Regions from separate parts of the Drosophila melanogaster genome. Here all the other regions are linked to region 1. The links are chromatin contacts, called in public Hi-C and targeted proximity ligation maps. All regions are on one chromosome and are shown on one strand. The core of a region is the stretch at or near the end of the contact, and the rest is flanking DNA. Distances in the headings are between cores, read along the strand shown.

Evidence for each region. A called contact is a pair of places that touch in the nucleus more often than the background predicts.
Region 2: a Hi-C map of the Kc167 cell line shows a contact between it and region 1, with 4 times the contacts expected there. A contact is called at or near these places in 45 of 107 Hi-C or Micro-C datasets (the Clone 8 cell line, the D17-c3 cell line, the Kc167 cell line and 17 more) and 7 of 7 datasets of targeted methods (the Kc167 cell line and the S2 cell line).
Region 3: a targeted proximity ligation map of the S2 cell line shows a contact between it and region 1, with 10 times the contacts expected there. A contact is called at or near these places in 8 of 107 Hi-C or Micro-C datasets (the Clone 8 cell line, the D17-c3 cell line, the Kc167 cell line and 3 more) and 5 of 7 datasets of targeted methods (the Kc167 cell line and the S2 cell line).

What each region holds. Positions count from the first base shown.
Region 1 is chr3L:15,233,212-15,238,127 of dm6, forward strand. It overlaps Tollo (tollo), which reads left to right and starts at 2,408. Exons shown (of 1, transcript NM_080018.2): 1 at 2,408-4,916. The coding sequence starts at 2,910.
Region 2 is chr3L:15,161,074-15,165,989 of dm6, forward strand. CG7011 reads right to left here and starts at 2,555. Exons shown (of 5, transcript NM_140501.3): 1 at 2,335-2,555; 2 at 1,914-2,265; 3 at 1,427-1,764; 4 at 92-299; 5 at 1-26. The coding sequence starts at 2,422. CG6878 reads left to right here and starts at 744. Exons shown (of 2, transcript NM_140500.3): 1 at 744-1,060; 2 at 1,184-1,397. The coding sequence starts at 930. The coding sequence ends at 1,292. Prp31 (Pre-mRNA processing factor 31) reads left to right here. Exons shown (of 4, transcript NM_140499.3): 4 at 1-65.
Region 3 is chr3L:15,301,510-15,306,425 of dm6, forward strand. It overlaps CG7255, which reads left to right and starts at 2,746. Exons shown (of 9, transcript NM_206366.3): 1 at 2,746-3,367; 2 at 3,789-3,977; 3 at 4,042-4,170. Best3 (Bestrophin 3) reads right to left here and starts at 1,276. Exons shown (of 4, transcript NM_168618.2): 1 at 1,161-1,276; 2 at 991-1,101; 3 at 380-923; 4 at 1-328. The coding sequence starts at 1,231.

The DNA of each region.
Region 1 (4,916 bases), core at 1,158-3,657:
TTGGCTAACTGGCTGACTGATACGCATCGCTTGGGATGTGTTTGGTTAATCAGCACCTGTCGAGTCAACGGGCGTCGACAGGTACAACTACACTATATACAGTTGCGATCGAAATAATAGCGCTGCAAATCAAGGGTTTAGTCACATCTGGAGGGGTTTTATTTGTCAGTTTGAGTGGTTATTTTTAAGATAATAATATAGCATGGTCGGCGATCCCAGCCGTTAGCTTGCAGCTCACCCTTGAGTGACTCGAAATTAATTCGGCTTGAAATAAACCTAATTTTTGCGATTACGCTATCAACTTTTATTTAAGGCGAATTATGAACACAAATATCTTAAGTAAGCCTTAACTATATAATATTTTATGGATATTTTGTTAAATATTTTAAAATCTCTGATACCAAACTGATGTTTTTATATCTAAACGAAGTCTTATTAAACTAAACTTTAGCTTATAAAGTTACTGATCTAAGCTTTTTAAGAACTGTCTATTAACAATTATATTTTATATATTTCGCTTAGTCAGGATTTTACTTTCGAAAAGCTTAAATTAAATTAGAAGACTTTTCGGATCATTAAATTCTCAGCTTTTTTGAATAAGCTTCCGATTGATTATAAAACACTTGTTGCACTTATTTTTTCGAACCCAGCTGTTTGTGTGTTCTGTTTAATCCGGTAGCGATCTGTTTTGCTTGGCGCATTGTTTTGGGAAAGTTTGAAAGTGCGGTTACAGCATATGGGCAGCCAGATCATGCGAAAAAATATATCAGATTTGGACTCGTACTCATACTTGTATTCGGACCCCTTCGAACTTTAGGTCGGCTCCATCTGCGGCTCAGCCACCGCCACCTCATAATGAGTAAGCCCCCCGAGTTTGAGATCTCCCCGACAAATCTCGATTGCCCGGCCAGCCGGTCCGGTTCGGTATTGAAGAAAAATACCAACGGTCCGAGTTCGAGTCCCAGCCCCAATCCAATCCCACCAACTGCTGCGGCTGCTCTCATAAATCAAGAAAAATCAGTCAATTTTTTTGTGGGTTCGCGTGTGTGAGTGTGCGCCTATATCAAACTGACATTGGCTGAATTAACAATTGATTTCAATAATTTTTTATGATTATTCTCTGCTTTTTTTTCGTCTCGTTTTCGGTTTTTGTGGCTGTCTGCAAGGCAAGCAAAGAAAAGCCGAAGATCAGCCGCCACTTGCACTCGAATCCGTCGATTCAGCAAATCGGTTCTCTTTCGTTTCTCTCAACGGATATATCTCATCTGCTGAATATGGAAAAACACTCAATTGCGCTGAGTACTCAACGCTCAGCTGGGTTTTCGTGGAGTAGAACTCGTCTAACCGGTGTGACGAGTGTCAATGTCTCATTGGAATTGAAATTGTTTGCTCGGCTTTGACGCTCAGCGGAACCGACAGGCGGGAAACGGCGGGGAGGCACATAGTGCGCACAGTGGGCCCAAATCGGCAAGGTGCCAGCTGTGGGTGTGAACCTGCTGGGACGGGGAGTTATTGTCCAAAGATCAAGGTTGTTTTGGCGTGACAAATATTTGAGGTGTGGACTAATTTGATTTGTATTTAAAGCCACGACACCGGAAATCGTATAAGATAACTGCAGAGGTCCTTCCTTAGATTGTTTGTCCGTATCGAATTGGTATTTGAATTTATTTCCTATTTTCATACTATATACAATTTTAAACATTATTATATTATAATAATAATAATATTTAATTCTAATTTATAATTAAACATTATTCATGAGTCAAATGACCTTTATTCTCCAGAAGTATAAGTTGTGGATTCTTTTATTCCTATACTTTTGAATAACTGCTTTGAAATTTTCTTTGTGGATTACAGTGCCGCACTTGTTACATATTTCATATTATTTAATAGTTGTCCCATCCATCTACTTCTCTAGGGAACTTTTTTTATCAGATCGGGAGATCGCTATACAGATCTAGCATATCGATTTACCTATTCCTTCCGTCGGCATCCTTGACCCTAAAGTATTGCAGATTTGGAATATCCTTGGTCTTAAAATTACACATGTTTCTGTAGACTAATATCACCTGCCCATCTCCCGCGATCTCACTTCCTCACATCTTCCATCTTTGCTTTGCTTTGTTGCAAAACCCCATGCTAATTCTACCTGCCCACCGAGTGCAATTCGTTGCTATTCGGCCCACTGTGCACTGTGGGCCATTACGTGCAATGCGTTTGCGTTCGGATTGCATAGTTTTGTTTACTCGATCGCATCTCGCTCTAGTTCCTTGGTTCTGTGTGCGTGCTCAATGAGTGCTCACTTACTCATTTACTCAGGTACTCAGCTACTCACTCACATAGTCACTCAGGCGGATGAGTGATTTTCAGCGGCACTTGCTGCTGGCTGAAAACCGGAGAGAGCGATCAGTTTTTGAGTTGACTTCGAGCCGAGCGGACGCGCGTTTGTCGTTCAGCGGATGAAATAGAAAAAAGAAGAAGTATCGCTTCGAGAAAAATTGGAACACAATTTATCAATCGCGCTATCGCACCCCCCACTTGGATTACGGTCAACGCGAAACAACTGCAAAGCAATAAAATTAAGATATAGAAATCGAAAAACGAATGCAACCGAAATCAAAAGATATAAGAAGATAAAGAAAATTACATAGCCAGCGGGAAGAAACAAGAAAATCGTTTTAGATCAAGCATTAAATCGGTTGATGTGGTGTTGTTGTGAAAAGTGGCGATTGTGCAAAGCTGCGCTATAAAACCAAACAAAAAACAAAATAATTTAAAAAATCCCAAATAAGCACACACACAAAATGGGCGAAAAATAGAACGAGCAGTGAAAGACCAAAAGAAGCCCCTCATAACCTCCCCGATTAACCAAAATCGAAACCCCATTCGAAGTTTAGGAACCACCAAAAATGCTGGCCACCACCCACATGCTGTACGTGCTGATTGCCACCTGTGTAATACCCATTTTCGGGGCAGCCCTCAGCAAGACGGTGTTGTACCAGGCTCCCGATGAGTGCCGCTGGTCCGGCGGCGGGGAGCATGACATCACTCTGGTCTGTCACCTGAGGACCATCAACTCGGAGCTGGAGAACACCAACTTTAGCGTGATCCAGCCGCAGAACACGGTGCGCCTGCGTCTGGAGTGCAACGATGCCCTGTTCTTCCAGAGCAGTCTGAGTCCGGATAGCTTCAGATCGCTGGTGGAACTCAGGGATCTCACCATCGAGTACTGCAAGCTGGGCAATCTCACGGATGGATCTTTCCGTGGTCTGCAGGAGCTGCGAAACCTCACGATTCGCACGCACAATGGCGATTGGTCCACAATGTCGCTGGAGATGGCATCCAATAGCTTCGTGGAGTTCCGCCAGCTGGAGCGTTTGGATCTGAGTCTCAACAACATCTGGCTGATACCGGATGGCATGGTGTGCCCCCTGAAATCCCTGCAGCACCTGAATGCTTCGTACAACAAAATTCAGGACATCAGCAACTTTTACTTCAGTGCCTCGCTCAGTTCGCGGAAGGCACGAGTTTGCGGCTCCACACTGCAAAGTTTGGATCTGAGTGCCAACAAGATGGTCAGCTTGCCCACGGCAATGTTATCGGCTCTGGGCCGACTGACCCATCTGAATATGGCCAAGAACAGTATGAGTTTTCTGGCCGATCGCGCCTTCGAGGGTCTTCTTTCGCTGAGGGTTGTGGATCTTTCGGCGAACCGATTGACCTCTTTGCCGCCAGAGCTCTTCGCGGAGACCAAACAACTGCAGGAAATTTACTTGAGGAACAATTCCATCAATGTACTGGCCCCAGGAATCTTCGGAGAGTTGGCTGAACTTTTAGTTCTCGACTTGGCAAGCAACGAACTGAATTCCCAGTGGATCAATGCTGCCACATTTGTGGGTCTCAAGCGTCTCATGATGCTGGATTTATCGGCTAATAAGATCAGCCGCCTGGAGGCTCACATCTTTAGGCCCCTGGCCAGTTTACAGATCCTGAAACTGGAGGATAACTACATCGATCAGCTGCCGGGGGGAATCTTCGCGGATCTCACCAACCTGCACACACTGATCCTCTCGCGCAATCGCATCTCAGTCATCGAACAGCGCACTCTGCAGGGCTTGAAGAATCTACTTGTGCTCTCCTTGGACTTCAACAGGATATCCCGAATGGATCAGAGATCCCTGGTGAACTGCAGCCAGTTGCAGGATCTGCACTTGAACGACAACAAGCTGCAGGCGGTGCCCGAAGCTCTGGCCCATGTTCAACTACTCAAAACCCTCGATGTGGGCGAGAACATGATCAGTCAGATCGAGAACACTAGCATCACCCAGCTGGAGAGTCTGTATGGCCTCCGGATGACGGAGAACTCTCTCACCCACATCCGGCGAGGAGTTTTCGATCGCATGAGCTCCCTGCAGATCCTTAACCTGTCCCAGAACAAGCTAAAGTCCATCGAGGCTGGTTCACTGCAGAGGAATAGTCAGCTTCAGGCCATCAGACTGGATGGAAATCAGCTAAAATCCATTGCTGGCCTCTTCACGGAACTGCCCAACTTGGTGTGGCTGAATATCTCGGGTAATCGTCTCGAGAAATTCGATTACTCGCACATTCCCATCGGATTGCAGTGGCTGGATGTTCGGGCCAATAGGATCACTCAGTTGGGCAACTATTTCGAGATCGAAAGCGAACTGAGTCTGAGTACCTTTGATGCCAGCTATAATCTGCTGACGGAGATAACGGCTAGCTCTATACCAAATAGTGTGGAAGTTTTGTACTTGAACGATAACCAGATCTCCAAGATTCAGCCGTACACGTTCTTCAAGAAGCCCAATTTGACGCGGGTGGATTTGGTGAGGAATCGCTTGACCACCTTGGAACCCAATGCTCTCCGCTTGTCACCCATCGCCGAGGATCGTGAG
Region 2 (4,916 bases), core at 1,305-3,804, 72 kb before region 1:
AATTCGTGGCGAAGTGGCCAAATGAGCTGGGAATACACAACACAACCAATAAAACTTGTAAAATTAACCATTAGCTTTGTGGCTTACTGACCTGTGTCTCTCCGCATATTTCACCATCAGTGGCGAGAGCTCGTAGCTGAAGAATATCCCCGGCATTCCGCGCTCGCGATCTGAAAGATCTTTTCGGTATCGCGTGACGGAGAATTGATTCGTGTATATGGGCTCGCCGTCGCTGTTTCCTCGCATATATAATGTGGGAACAATTTTTAAATAGTAATTGAACATTTCACTTTTGGTTTCTGCAAAAAGAGGAGAGCAGATTTTCTAGTTTACTTCATTTGTCGTTGATAAATGTATTTAATTTGGTAAGGTAATTACGAATTAAACTTCATGCTTCTAAAAACAGGTATTTCACAATTCGAACAAATGAGTATATTTTTTCCAATTTAAAAAATGAAAATGCCCCACACAACAGACCTCCGAAGTTTCCCAGAAATTCTTCGAGGAGTAAAATATAAATTAAAATGGATGCCTGTGCTTAAATAACTTAGTTTTTTTTTATTTCAGTCTTAAGTATGCTTTTTAATAATATTAATAAATAAAGAATATAAATTGATTTTAAAGCACCCGCTTTTTAGCTACCGCCCCCTATCGGCTTTCTCTAGAACGAGGCAAGCCGAGCGAAAAACAAAGTGGCAACCCTTCTATAATTTGACAGCTCACGCACACCATCACTCAGCTGCTCACACTCACACGTTTACGAATTATTCGACTAGTCGGTGCCGAAATAAATAGAAATATTTTGAATATTCCTAAAATAAACGAACCTTCTGCGAGATTCATAAGTGCGTCGGAGCAGCGGAGCTTGCTACTCAGCGGTATCAACTCATATAGAGCCGGTGAACCAGGAAAACCACGGACTTAGCGGCATGCCTCTGCCTACGAGCTCATTTTCCCAGCAGGGACCAACGTGCTTCGATAAGATGAAGACGGGCTTCATCATCGGATTCTGCGTGGGCATGGCCAGCGGTGCGGTCTTTGGCGGGTTCTCGGCGCTCAGGTTAGTTGGACTTTGCACTCGGATGCTCCACTTAGCGCTCCTCCAAAGAAGTGACGCAAGTGGAGGCCGGCAATTATGTAATTACTCCGGCTAACTAACGAACCACATTGAAATACACTTTAGATACGGACTACGCGGGCGGGAGCTGATCAACAACGTGGGCAAGACCATGGTCCAGGGCGGCGGAACCTTTGGCACCTTTATGGCCATCGGCACGGGGATTCGCTGCTGATCCTGCTGGCATTTGACTAGAGTTACTAAACAACCACAACCTTAAGCCCTACTCCAATCTTGTTTAAATTACGCTAAGTTATTGCAATAGAGATGTTACAGAATTACGAGTCCGTGTTTGTGTTCACTACTCACCAGCCACGTCGACTCGTAGTCCATCCAAGGGATGCGTCTTGGCGAACTCTATCTTCTCGCCGAACGATAGGTGATTGATTGTGTGCGATAGCTTCACATTGCTGAACTGAAAGTCATGGATGTGGAACTGGCGGATGGAGAAGCTCTTGCCGGGCGCAAAGTGAAAGCTGCCGGCCATTCGATTCACTTCCAGGTGACCCTGGATGCGACAGCCCTCCTTGAAGGCGTCCTCGTCGCTGCGTTTGTACTTGCCCTTACATTGCTCGATCTTGTCCACGGCCACGGTCCATTTGCGCAGCCGGTAGGCGTCGAGAACATCCTCGCACGTGTTGCAGCAGCTAGATAGGATGGTAGTTGGTATTAAAAGGGGGAGATTAGAAAGCCATTGCTATAATTAGCTCTAGATACAGATATCTCCTTAGATAAATCTTGTCAGCGAAAATAGGTGGAACTAATGGTTGAACTTAGAAGCTGTTCACTATCTTACTGAGTAGCATTGTGCTCCGCTCCGTAACAACTGCCGCAAGTGACATTCTTATTGGGCGGCGAAACTGCAACGATTTCCTTGATGGGCGTCTCCTTGAGGGGCTCGCCATTGAGATCCAGCCGGTGCTTAAAGACGTCGTGGTCCACCCTCAAGTGTGTGTCGCCAGATGAATCCATTGCGTCCAATGAGATGTAGTTGCACGCCAGATTATGCAGTGTCACGTCCAGATTTATTCTCAACTTGTGATCACGAGTGGTGTCCACGAAGAGCTCTTCATTTAGGGTTGGCTGCATGTAGTTGAGGACCTCGAGGAAGATCAGTAGGCTTATGATGCTGGTACTGATAATTGTAACTGAAAATCAGAGAAAAGCCGGTTGTTTGGGTTCCTTAACGCCACAATCAATTGTACACCTGCACCCACCTGCGGCGCCGCCCACTGTGCGAACGCTGAAGTCATCCAGTGTGCGGGGATAGGCGTCCAGGCGACGCAGCACGTCGGCGAACTTCATCGTGAACACGTAAAAGGAACAAAACAGACGAAATGCAGACGTAAACAATAAATATTACATCGTTTTTGCACAAGACAGGTGACGTGTTGAAATTGGCGTTGCCAGTACGCCGCAATGGTACGGCCAAACAGATGTTCGCTGTGGTTCGGTTCGATTGACTGTTATCGTATCCGTATCTACATGCCAGCTCTTACTTTACATGTCGCATTTTACATGTTAAAAATCGGGCGAGATGCAGTAATTGTAGATAAGTATGCAGTTTTAAAAATAAATGGGCCACATCAAGAAATCTTAAAACTATTTTATCCGTTTATAAGAGGTAAATGCCATTGACACAATATAAAACGCTTATTTAAGTGCTTATCTTATTAACATAGAAACTTATGATTAGATCTTACATTGCATTACAATAGCAACATGCATGCCAATTATTACATTTCAAAAAAATACAATTTAAAATTATAAAGGTTATAAAAATGTTTTTATTTTAAGCAAAGTTTTGCTGAAACTGCATGATTATTTAATGTTAAAATTTAGCTCTTATAGTTCCCAAAATTTGATTCGTCTGGTGGTATTGATTTTGATACACACTTTACATTTACTGTTTATTAACGAATACAAAATACCCTCACTGACTATAAGCAATGATTTAAAAAAATCCAATGTCAAGCCTTACATTTATATAAGCTTTAACTTTTACTTAGGCGATTTTTTGATTTCATCCTTCATTAGCCGGAGCTTTACCCCATTGATTGCGCATACGCCGCGTTGGCCCGGCGACAATTAGGACCTCCGCTTGGCCGTCCTTTCCCATGGCCACGAATAATGTTTAATAGTGTTGTCATGTCTTGGGGTTGTGGTTGTGCATACATTAGGCCGCCATTGCCCACCATCGGCAATAACACCACCCCCCCACTCAGACGCCTTAACCCACTGCTGCTGCTGTGGTCCAGGAGACCGCGTCTAATTTTATAATACATGTTAAACAGATGAAAGGTTAATTGAAAGGAACCACAAGTTTCGACAGCCCGCGCAGCTAATGCTTAGCTTTTAGGGGTTGCAACCCCCACACCCCACAAACCCCTTTCAAAGAAGCGGACTAATAGAAGACCGTGGTTTATCCCCGGGGATTTTGGTTAAAGTTAAAAGTTTTCGCCTAAATATAAATCACCAAATGGCTTTTCGCCCGACTGATTGAAGGTCCATGAACCCAGCATCCATGTAGGGTCACAAATAATTGTATGTAGGTGTAGAACATACCGCGACTTTGTGTAATTACCAATTAAGCTCAAGTTCCCGATGCTTTCTCATTTTCCTGGCCACTCTACAGTTTCCTTTGTCATTTCTTTCGCCGACTTCACTTTTTTTTTGCAATTACCTGGACAAGAAATCTGTAAAATCAGGCAAGGCAGCAGATGACAAAGATTAGCCAGCGGTAATTTTACACTTTTTTTACTTTCTAAATTAAAGTAAATGGATTGGAAAGGGTATGGAATAGAGCATCACGCTTTGGATCTGGGAAAGTTCATAAAAAAGTGGAAGTGTCAGTTTTAACAATGTGTAACTGTATGTATAAATATGTAAATATGTAAATATGTGAATATGTAATATGTAATATGTATGTATAAATAATAAACAATGATACCATGGATTTTTAATATATAACAGCTTGACTTTGACCTTACACATTTTCAAATAAAGTTTTTTTTATTTAGGCCTTAAGCAAAATTTAAAAGTGACATATACTTCGAGATATAAACTCAATTTTTGAATCTATCCTTTCTAAAAAATTGCCACAAAGTTCTTAGTCCTTTTATGGGTCACTTTTAAATTGGATTTGAAAATGTCTCAAAAATATTTATCCCTTGGCTTCGCCGACTGACAAGTTCATAGCCCTTTTTCCTAGTATATCCTCTTATATTTGCGCAACTTATGGCCACAGGGCATTCGGGTTTTCTGCCATGGCCATTTCCCTCGACCACGCCCACTCTTATCTCCCGCTAATTTGCATTTCTAACCATTTCGCTCTAGCCAATTCGCGTCATTTCTTATTTGAAACAATGAGCCCAACATCAGCCAGAACAAATAGCGGAGAAGGAGTCATTGTGCTACGGCTTTGCCGGCAATAAAAGACTCCGGAGACAAAAGAACCGGGCTAAAAAAAAAGAGCGAGAAGAGAGCGTGTCAAGAAACTTGGAACCCGGAGCCGGAGAATGGGTAAAGAAAGCCAGAAGAGAAGTTGGCGTAAAGCAGCTTAAACAATCAGGACTGCCTAATGGATATTGACACTTTAATGCCCTGGCCACCAACCCAGGCTCTGATTCCGATTTCGAATACGCACTGCGAAAAAACCATCTTCATTATTTAAATTTAAATGCAAGGCACATAGATACACAATTAGGTACATATTAATCTACTGACACGCTAACTCAAATTCACTTTTTCCTTCCCATAGTCAAGGAAGTGCTATTATTCATAATAATATTCAAGAGGA
Region 3 (4,916 bases), core at 1,496-3,995, 69 kb after region 1:
ATGGCAACTCAGCGGGAAACACCTCATCCCAATACTGATCCCTCACCAACTGCGGATGATCATTGTGCATTTCATCAACGATCAAGTAACTCACTTGCAAGTTGCGATCGATCAGCCAGTTCAGTTCAAAGTCATCGTCGTCATCGCCAAAAGGACAAATCAATGTCTCGGCCACCTTAAGCCAGCCCATGAAGAAGAAAAACTCCAGAGTGCTGAACAACGGAAAGTAGTAACTAACAATATTATTGTAGTGCTTAATATCCCGATCGATCCACTGGTGACCAAATATCGAGGCCACAAAGTACGAGTAGACGGCCAGGGTGACGACCTGAGAATAATCTATCGTAATATATCGCTTAGAATAGAGTCATAAACTAACCTGTGTATAGACCAGTGGCACTGAGATTGTATCGTAATGGATGAGCATATTGCATCCAGCTCGGAATTTATTGAGCTCATCTATCATGGACTTCAGGGAGAAGTCATCCCAAATTCGACCTTCCTTTCGAGCCCTTGTTACAATACTGGCGGCCCAGACAATGGGCATCCAATACTTTGGGTGCTTTGGAAACTTCACATCCATTGCCTTCATAATATTTGCCTCGTTGGCGTTTAGCAAACCCACCTCAATTAACTGATCGTAGGTTGGAAAGCGACGCTTTATAACTGGCGATATCATCGAGAGCACCATAGTCAATGCCAAGCACACATATCTCATAATCGTGCGTCTCATCAGACGACCATGTTCATCTTGGCCACGGACCAAGGCACTCACATAAACCGCCAGCGGATCGGGCCAAGGAACTGTGATATATTGATTCCACCAGCGTTCTATGATAATGCCCACATAAAATCCCAGTACGAAAGAGAGCGGAATCAGGTTGCTATAGCTATGACAGTACATCACAATGTCCTCGAAAACACTATGGGTTAAGGGGGTTGGGGGTTAAATAAATTAAAACGTTCTATTCTATTCTATGATCTACTTACGGCTTATCGACGTCCCTGAGAGCATAGCGATATATTACAGCCATGAAGTAGAAGCAGGACAGGAATGCCAGAAGATCCACCCATATTATCTTGTAGATACTTGCGCGCCATCTGCCGAATGATCAGATACTTTAGTAACTTTGGCAATGGGCCAATCGGAGATGCCTCACCTCATCAAAAGCTTCCAGAAGCAGCCGAAATGGCTGCATGTTGCCACCTCAGCGGTGTAAGAGACAGTCATACTCGAGAATTGTCAATTGGAAAACTTTAATAATACCGAACGGCTGGGAAATCGACTTGGCAATGGCAATGACAATTGGATTGGGTAGGGGAAACACTTTGTGAGGCCATAAGCAAAGCCAACTTTGAAATTAGTTCTAGTCTTTGGTTTGGCTCGGAGGTAATTTTCCCACTCAAGCATTAAACGAAGGCAATTTGGTAGGCGCGTCACATTTTGTGGGCGTAATTATTTAAATTAGATCATTTATATTTGCCGCCAGGCCAACAGACAACAACCCACAAAGGCCAATTTGCCACACGCTCTGGCCCGCACATGTGATGAAGTCTGCTCCTGTTCCTCCAGCTCCTCCTGCTCCTTCTGTTCCAGCCCATATATGTTTGCCTATATATGTAGAATATCTGTTTGTCTGGCGGCATCAAGAAGGTGCAGTAAAATTTTAATACCCCAGCAAACATTCTGAATAGCCAAAGCGGCAATGATGTGATTTTTCCCACTCCAATGGGGAAAGTGTGAAGAGCATTACGAACGAGTATCTTATCAGCAAAATTCTGCTAATGTTCTAATGCTCGTTTTGTTGCTATCACACATCCTGCCGCAGTTGCGAAAAATCTATAAAATATCATAGCTTAATTCTATAAATATAATTTATATGTTCAAATGTGAGTGAATTAAATAAATAAAAAACAAATTAAATTAGAAAATAAATTAGTACTTTATTCGAAGCATATGCGTTCTCATGAAATTCGTCTTGCGATTAATTTGGACGTGAAATTTATACTCTGATGCATCATATAGAAAGGCGGAAAAAATGAGCAATACGCACGTGATAATAAGCTCAATAAAAATTGGGTTTGGTTTAACAATGTATCTAATCAGTTAATAGATAATTAAACAGCTGGTAACGCTTGCATTGCTTACAAACGAATTTAATATGGTGACAAGAATTTGTTAGTAAAAGTATGGAAAATCACAAATAGCAATCGCAGGTAGAAATAATCGGTTATACGGAGAATATCTACACACACACCTGAGCAATGCAACCGAACCAGATTTGTTTAATCGGCTTATCTGGTATCAGCAAATCATATCTGCAGTTACGAAATCCAGCCATTCATTCACCTTCTTATATGGCCTGAGTTTACGTAATCGTAGATTTCATCGAGATAAGACTCATAAGACTCTTTAAACCGAATGCAGTTTTGATTCTATCAATCAATAGAAATAGCAAAATACTAGAATTCTAATATGAAGCGGAGATGATCAACCGACTTAACCAATTTTTAAAATTGAAAAATTGACACTCGACAGCTAACGACAATAAAAACATCAACATCTAGACCAAAAACAATATGAAACAATAGCAGTGCGAAGACGAGCGCAGAAAGCATTTATAATTGTGTTCGTCTGTGCGATATTATTACTGCATTCCACTCTATATAGACGGCCAGTTCTCGTAGCGCTCTCCATATATAGGGGCCACAATATTATCTTACACTTTCAGTTAACGCTATACACCGAAACCGTCAACAAGCGAGCTGCGTGCCAGTGCGAATGAGAGAGCGATACGGTGCGAGAAAAAGATAGCAGCACGAGCGGGAGAAAAGTACGAATGCTCCAAATCTAAAGCCAAAAAAACCGGCAGATCGGAAATGAAGCAAAAACGTGAATACAAACAGTGTTATCTAAAGCAACATAAATAACAAAATTCTGGAATTGCCTTGTAGTGGCGGTAAAAACAAGAACAACAAGCACAGAACAAAAATCTGTTGTTTCGCTATCGCAAGATCATAAAACCGAAAGTCGGAAAACAACAACAGAGGCAAACACAGCAGCAGTCATATCACAGCAGCAACATCAAAACCAAAACCAACAAAATGCGACGTCACACAGTGTGATTCAGATCCTCTCCCTCGCACCAACGCCCCTCCCGCTCGCACACCTGCTAATTTTTTTGTATTCGCTCTAATTACAACCCAGATCATCTCGAAAACCCTGCGATCCCCCGAGTAGCGCCTTATCACCACTAAATCCCGACGAATTGAAGTCGCCTTCGTCTCTTATCAGTTTTGCTTCGGATGTGCACTGAGAGAAAATACGCCTATTTTAGACATCGATTTTCCACGTCTATTTAAAAGAGTAAGCTGCTTGCAGTTTATTAATATTTCGGACCTACATATCAATTTGTGAAAAATGGTTTTTATTTCATGATCGACATTTAATATGTTTGTGTTTCGTTTTTAAATTGTTATACAATATTTGTTTTTAAGGATAAAAAACAAAAAAAAATATTATTTTCATATGGATTGCATAGAATCTGATTTCGTTATAAAAGAAATTTTTTTAAGAAAAGTTTTTAAATTTTTAAATTAAATTTTTAAAATAAATTTTGATCTATATTTAAGCTACAAATTATTGTTTACAGAAAGTTTAAAATTAATGTTCGATATAACTTTCTAATGGATTTCAAATTATAATTTTTGACCAATTGTTTTGTCACGTTATCTATTAATAAAAGTTGTTTAGTACTAAAGATTTATTTTTACCCCTATAATTGAAGATACATTTTTCTCGCCGTGTACCCCGCTCTCCTCGTCCATGGCAAGCAGTCAATCTCGTCGGGTGGCGGAGGAGATTCGAGTTCGGCTCGCCGGCCTGGTGGTGGTCTTATCTTAGGAGGAGTGTGCGAAGAATTCGCGGCTGTAAGACGACACCAACAGGCTGCAGACAGACGCTCCCTGATCGCCAAGTATGTCGGTCACAGTCTTGTTTTCCGTTTTCTATTGTTTTGAGTGAGAGAAAATTAATAATAGACTTCCAATTCATTAATAAGAAACAGACAAAGGCGGAGCGACAATATTAACTTAGAGTGCATTGGAGCAACAACTGCACTTGGAATCGAATATATGTAAGTGAGGACGGACGGCAGTGTCTCAAAGTCGGTGAGTGCAGAATCAAGTTTACCATAATTATATAAACTTAGCATAACTTCGCATTCGACAAGTCCGGCAAACTCACCTAGACCCACTTAATTATCTTCGTTTAGGGCAGAGCAAACGACGAATTATAACGTTAATAATAGAAAGGCAAACAAAGCTGCACAAGATATTCTACGTAAAAACTTGAGCATCTGATTCTTATCAAAGTGTGGAAAAGGTGTGGGTGCTTTGGTTAGTCACCTCTTAGAAAAAATATAATAATGAATGATTTACAGCGGATGCAGTGCATACTTAAGTTAATTCTCAAAAAACATACGAGTTTTGTTTGCACACCTGTCGGTAAAAATTGTATTTAAAATAACGAAATCATGATCCTTTTAAGTTCATAGAAATTTGATTGCAAATCATGCTATTCTATTCTACCTTTATTATTATTTGTGTAGCTATTTTTTTCAAGACCCTACTAATGTATGAAATTAATAGCCAAATTTAATTATTTCCATTATTTTAAGACCACCACCGTTTTCTTATCAAACTTTCTTTGTGAAAGGCGGTTTCGAAAACTTTTCCATTCAAACTTCTACACCTCTAAAACCTTCGTACATAGCACACCCAACATATGTATATATCATCACCTATAATGAATTCTAAGTGGAACAATCGAGTTCAGACTCACAATAGCCCCGCCATTTACGATTACATTTTGAGTTCCATTATTTGCATTATACAATCAAACGGCGTTACAAGAT